2 separate regions of the Mus musculus genome follow, and region 2 is linked to region 1. A link is a contact called in public HiChIP or PLAC-seq data. All regions are on one chromosome and are shown on one strand. Each heading gives the region's core, a stretch centred on a gene start, on an enhancer-like site or on the middle of the called end of the contact. The rest is flanking DNA. Distances are from core to core; before and after follow the strand shown. Region 1 has its middle 280 kb from the start of Ythdf3. Region 2 overlaps Gm30223 (predicted gene, 30223).

Region 1 (3,193 bases), core at 559-3,058:
GTCACATCACAGGATTTGCATTTTGATATTGCCAAGCTCCAAACCCTTTCTCTCTGCTCTTCCTCATGCACAGTGCTCCAGAATCAGATGGTTTCCATTTCCTTTTTGTTCATTCACCGAAATATCTAACAGTTTCTCTAGCAAAACCCCTCCTCCAAATCAATGGTTTTCACCTGGGGGCGATGTTGTCGGCAAAGTCCCTTGAACAATTTTCTATTTTTGTTGTTACTTGGGGGTAGCACAACTTGTACCTAGCTGCTGCAGGATACCACATGTTCATTAAACAACAACACATCAATAAATGACCAATTCAAACAGTAAGCAGTGCCCAAGGTAAGACATGCTGCTCCAGATCTTATGTGCCTCTTAATCCCTCACCCACCTGTGTATTTTCTTGTGCTGGAAATTTTTGGCTAGCATCATATGATCCCCTTTTTATTTGTGGAAAATTAGAAAAACTGAATAATTAATGCAATCTTCCCATTATTAAACTTTCATTGATATCTATTTGTAGAAGTGATTATCTAGAGCACACTGAGCAGTGAGTTAGGTCCTGTTTCTATGAGGAGTGTATATAGCCTTCGGCAGACTTGTTCATGAAAGTGGAGAAGTGAAGCTGCAGATGAATCACCATGCTCGGTCTCACACTCACCAGCAAAACGGGCTGGGAGCTCCCCAGCCCTTAGGTGAGTGGGGAAGGAGAAGCACACTTCAGCAGAATAACAGTGGTTGGGAGGAGGGGAGTCTCAAGTTCCTTTCTGCCTAGCCATGGAATGTCATGATGAAATCCCAGTTCAGTGTAGGATCCAGTAGGGAACATTGATTTTCAAATGTACCAACAGTATGAAGTAATTTATGATTACTGATAGAACCCTAATAAATATAACTAATGTCAGTGAATTCAAAGGCACACACACATACACACACACACACACACACACCTGTACACAGTCAGACACAGATACACACCTGTACACAACCAAACAGAGACATACACACCTGTACACAAACACACACACACACACACACACACACAGCTTTTTACTGCTCTATAATCCCATTGCTGACATAAAATCTTTTGTTTTGCTTCTCATGGAAACACAGTACTAGAAAAAATCAGTTTGTTTTCTTTTGTATACTTGCAGCTTCCTTCATTGTACTTTGAAAAAAAAAAGACACATATTTTACTTTCTACTTTTCTTAAAGAACAGAATTAGTTGGTTCGTATCTGCCAACATTTTTTGAAAGTATAGCTCAACAGATTCTTCTAGTACCAAGGAACACATAATTTATGAACAAATAAACTTTCGAAATATTGAATTCTTAGATATTTAATTCCCTAAGTGAAGCTTTAATAAGAAAAAGTGGTTTAGGAGCTGAAGGGGCCTGCAACCCTAGAGGTGGAACAACAATATGAACTAACCAGCACCCCCAGAGCTCTTGTCTCTAGCTGCATATGTAGCAGAAGATGGCCTAGTCGGCCATCATTGGGAAGAGAGGCCCTTTGGTCTTGCAAACTTTATATGCCCCAGTACTGGGGAAACACCAGGGCCAAGAAGTGGGAGTGGGTGGGTTGGGGAGCGGGGCGGGGTATAGGGGACTTTGGGGATAGCATTTGAAATGTAAATGAAGTAAATACCTAATAAAAAAATTGGAGGGAAAAAAAAAAAGGTTTTGAGGGCCTTCCTGACTGCATTACCCAAGAGCAGCCACAAGAGGGCGTGTGAGGAACACAATTGCCTTTAGAATTGGCTTCAGAAGCTACTGCATAACCGGGCAAAATGCATCTGCAACATCTTTGTCTTGTGACGTGGAGGACTTGAGACTGAAAACAATCGCTTGCATCGCTGTTTAACATGCTATCCACATGGAAATCGGAGGAAAGAAAAATTCTGAAGTTCCTGTGAGGTTACTTTGCTAGCTTCTCAAAGCGCCTCTGGGGATAATGAAGTCAGAAATGCTTTTGCTTATTTGATTTAGCTGGTATTTCTCCGTGCTAGAGACAAGGCTGCTCCAAAAATTAGGGTTTGAGTAGAATCATATTTCCGGACTTCAAAGAATTTGGCATAATGGTTTTGTTTTCCACTGACATATTTAAAGGAAGAAAAAAGGGAGAGGAGGCGGAGGGAGGACGAAAAGGAGGAGAAAGAGAAGAGGGAGGGGGAGGAGGAAGAGAAGGAAGAGGAGGAGGACAAACTCTACGATGACAATGACGATAAGCATTCTTGATATATTGATATATATATCAAACAAACAAACAACAACAAAAACCCCAAGCCCAGGTCTTCCCATCCATTCACATGTCACTATCCCAAGTGGGTGTGTCTCAGAATTGGAAAGCTCAGGAGCTTCACAGAAGGCCACATATTGATATCAAGAAGACAATCTTGGAAAAGAGGAGGACGATTGAATATGGAGACCCTATAGGGTAGTGGTTCTTAAATTCTGTTCTAAAACAGAGTCACTTGGCATACTTCTTTGTCCAGACACACATAGTAGACTCCACCATTACCGTCCACTCTGTGCAGCACATCTGAGATGAGGCCAGAGGATGCACAATTCTCTGAAGTCCTCAGGCAATGTTGATGCTTCAGATGGGGAAGCCACTTTGAGAACCACTCTTCTGGTGATTGCTCTAACATCTCCTTTACAATGCAGACCTGGGCCTGGGAATCTATAGGTCACAAATAACAATTCCAGTGTACTTCTCCATGAAACTGGGTCCTGAGCCATGTAACCTAGTAAACTGAAATTCTTTCATGTTCTCGCTGCCTTTAGACTGGATGCTTGTAAAAAAGAGATGTGTGAACTGAACAAAACCCTTAGATACCTCTTCTCTTTCCCAGAGTATTTCAAATCATGGGGTTTTCCTGAAAACAGTCAACTTATCCTGCTAACACCTGTATCTTTATTCTTAAATCTTAGTGCACTGAGTGTGAGCAGGTAAATGCATTATAAATGGATGCAGCTTGAACATCGTTTGTGGATTTTCTCCATTTCCAGAAGACCATGATAAGTTAGTTAACCTTTGTGTATATTCATTTTCTCATCTTCAAAATGGGAACAGTTGTTCAACTTTCCTTTCAAGGTGTGTGTGTGTGTGTGTGTGTGTGTGTGTGTGTGTGTGTGTGTGTATAGGCAAAATGAGTTACTACTTGAACTATAATCAGAGCACTGCTATACACATAGATAT
Region 2 (3,145 bases), core at 484-2,983, 350 kb after region 1:
TGAGAACAACTAAGTTGCAAGTATACTCATATATAATTCCAGCTACATGTATTTACAGGTAACTATTTTAAAAGCTATTTAAAATATTTTAAATGATATTCGGTATCATATTTATACCAAGATATAAATCAGAATTATTTGCATCTGTAAATATTCCTTTTATGGCTAAACAAAAAGCAAAACACTTATATTTTTCGAAAAGGGCACACAATGCTAATGGTTTGCTCTGCGCACCTGCCAGCTTGGTTTGCAGTTTAAGCCACCCTGGAAATTCTCATTTCTTTGTGCAATATTTTATTCTGTGCTTTTCTTCAGGGCAGATTGGTTCTGCCTGCACTTTATTTCTGAACCCATGTTCATTCAAAATGGACTGCCAGACATAAATGCTCTATCTAGTGTTGCCACTGCTGCTGCAGGGGCTGCTGACTAACAGCACCCCTCCCCCAACCAGCTCCTGACCCATTCTCCTGCCCTATCCTTTGTTGACAATGGTAGTCCATTGTCAACAAAGAGTGTACAATTGTGGAATACTCAGCAGCAATTTTGGTAATGTTTTGCTTTGAATATTTTGAAAGTATTTTTGAAGTCTATAAATAGATGTGCCCCAAGCTTTTCCTTTTTCTTGATTTTAATATTTGGAGATGAGCTCTCATCCCACAGGGCAGCCTCGGGGACTGCAGTGGCTGGAATGCTTTCAGAGAACAAATGTGGCTCTGTGGCTCTCTTTTCATAATAATATCAACATCATATAGATTTAATAACAGGGTGATAGAGGACATTTTGATGATGGGGCAAATTCTCTGATCTGCCAAGGAAAGCATCTGATTCTCTCATGTACCAATTAATTATTGAAGCAACTGGAAATAATAGGCTACTCTGCTTGCTTCTTTCCTGCAAAGGAATGGAGTTGGTGTGGTGGTGGTGGTTTGTGTGTGTGTGTGTGTGTGTGTGTGTGTGTGTGTGTGTGTTTGCACAAGCATACATGTGAGCACTTGTCTGTGTTCAATAAGGAATCTTGGGCAGAAATTTCTTCACTGTGTTCTTAAAGATTATAGGGACGTTATCTGTACACGTCTGGTATGACAATAGTATTTCTAAGGAATAGGAATGCAATCTTTCTTTTTCTTTTTCCTTTTTTGAATTATTTTTTCATCCACACCCTTGATGGACCTCATTGTGAATTATTGTGTTTTATTTTAATGTCTACTTCTCATTTACTAGCACCTTTTTTGTTTTGTTTTGTTTTACAGCCCACTCTCTAAGGCAGGCACTAGATCAGTTGAGAAGAAAATCTTGTTTTGCTTTATGCCTCAATATGCATCATCCTCCTGCATACATAGATTGCCTTGGTATAATCTGGTTACTTTACAAAACTATTCCATGATATTCAGACTTGAGTCATCTTTCGCCCTAGAGTCTGTGGTTCTATAAACTTTTTAGATAGAGGGAGGTTGGATTCTTGGATTATTGTAAATTTGTTGCTTTCTATTGTGACAATAGTGTTTATATGCTTGACACCCTCATAATAATATTAAGCTCAATTTTTTAGTGTGATGTACTTTATACATTTGTATAAATGTCACAGCCTGTAATCACTTTCTTTGTCATCGACGATTAATCTAAAAAAATCGAATAATTCACTGCCCCTTGCCATTTACATATCGTCTGCTGCCATCTGCTCTTCTCAGCAGCAGTAAATGATGGGTAATTAACTCAGTGCCTTTGTCTTTCCCTTGCTGAATGTCTGACACATATAGATTTTCCTCTCTGTGCGGATGTGTGTGTATATGTGCATGTAAGAGGAAGAGGGAAGTGGTAAAGAATAAAGTGCAAGGGAGAATGAATGATACTTCACGGATGCATGCCAGCATGATATCATTGAAGGAGAGAAAGGCAAAGCAAGGTTCAGAGGAGTGGCCAAACTTCATGACCTCACATTTTAACCAAACCAAGATGAAGAAACACTACTGGAACTATGACTTTCTTGCACAATTGAGAGATTTTTCTAAAACCTTGAAAGCCAAGGTAATAATGGAAAGCCAAGGAAAGACTACAAAATCCTTTTGTTAATCAAGATGCGAAAAAAGATCATGCAAATGTGATGAAGTATACAATAACCACCACTAGCTTAAATACTCTACTTGACTTCTACACTGGGGGTAAATCTGTGTTGGAGAAATGATGCATAAGATAAATCTCAGATGGACTTGATGCTTGACCTATCTCTAAAAGCACAAAGTGTCAAGGAAAACCTAGAAGGACTCAGGAGACTCAAATTGTGTTGAAAAGCTGCTTTGAAAAGAAAATGAGATTTCTTCCCTGGATTTCTACAGATTTCCACTAAATAGATTAATTATTTCTTTCAGACGTCTCCCTTCACACAGGAGATATAATATTATTGGGACAATTCTTACTTGAAACACCTATCTTTCATTTTGCAATAATTTTCTGAATTGTGGCTGAGTTTGATAACACTAAAATTTGAAAATACTAAAAACTAGAAAGGGAAAATTAAGGGAAACTTATAATTTAGCTTTGTTTTAATCCAAAGTAAAGTTAGAATATACCCTGAGTTCCAGAGTATGACCAGAATCTCTTCTACATAAAATTCTTAAGGCTTCTTCTGACTAATGTTGATATACATGTACTATCTCTAACTTAAGCAAACTAAAGTTTGCTCATTTCATTTTTTCCATTCACACACACACACACACACATACACACAAAGAAAATATATTTCATTCACTCAGTAAATCTAAGAAATAATCTATAATGATGTAAATCATGACCTAATACCTAACCATTCACACTGGCAAGGTCTTTAGTAGTTTTGCCATTTGGTGTGCTCACAATCCCCAAATTGCTAGCAGATATAGACCTATCAGTACAGAATACAGGCAAATTCCAGGAACTTAACTTCCATATGCACACAATATTTTCCCATGCAGTCCAACCCCAGTATCTCAAATTTCCTATCTTCTGAGTGGTTATAAGAGTGTACTTGCATTTTTCTGTCATGAAAGTAATGAACGAATACCTGAAAACATTGATAGTTCTGCTTAATTTCAGTCTTTTTAATAACTCTTGCTTCATTTGTTCTATCATCATATGAGTTCTCCAGGTTAAATTATGTGTCCATAATCAT

What was found. HiChIP or PLAC-seq counts read pairs in DNA pulled down with a chosen protein or histone mark.
Region 2: an H3K4me3 HiChIP or PLAC-seq map of forebrain shows a contact between it and region 1, with 9 times the contacts expected there. The contact joins two enhancer-like sites. A contact is called at or near these places in 3 of 484 Hi-C or Micro-C datasets (cerebral cortex and cortical neurons) and 4 of 115 datasets of contacts at active chromatin or transcription factors (differentiating embryonic stem cells, embryonic forebrain, embryonic hindbrain and 1 more).

What each region holds. Positions count from the first base shown.
Region 1 is chr3:16,464,838-16,468,030 of GRCm38.p6, forward strand. No RefSeq gene overlaps it. Among named protein-coding and RNA genes, the nearest start is that of Ythdf3, 280 kb to the left of the region's middle. Within about 2 kb of position 1,809, at least 22 of the 459 cell types and tissues checked have an H3K27ac peak or open chromatin away from gene starts, as enhancers often do. A contact at or near this core is called in forebrain, where this site is marked.
Region 2 is chr3:16,819,003-16,822,147 of GRCm38.p6, forward strand. All of the region lies in intron 1 of Gm30223 (predicted gene, 30223), which reads left to right. Among named protein-coding and RNA genes, the nearest start is that of Gm30223, 3.5 kb to the left of the region's middle. Within about 2 kb of position 1,734, at least 7 of the 459 cell types and tissues checked have an H3K27ac peak or open chromatin away from gene starts, as enhancers often do. A contact at or near this core is called in forebrain, where this site is marked.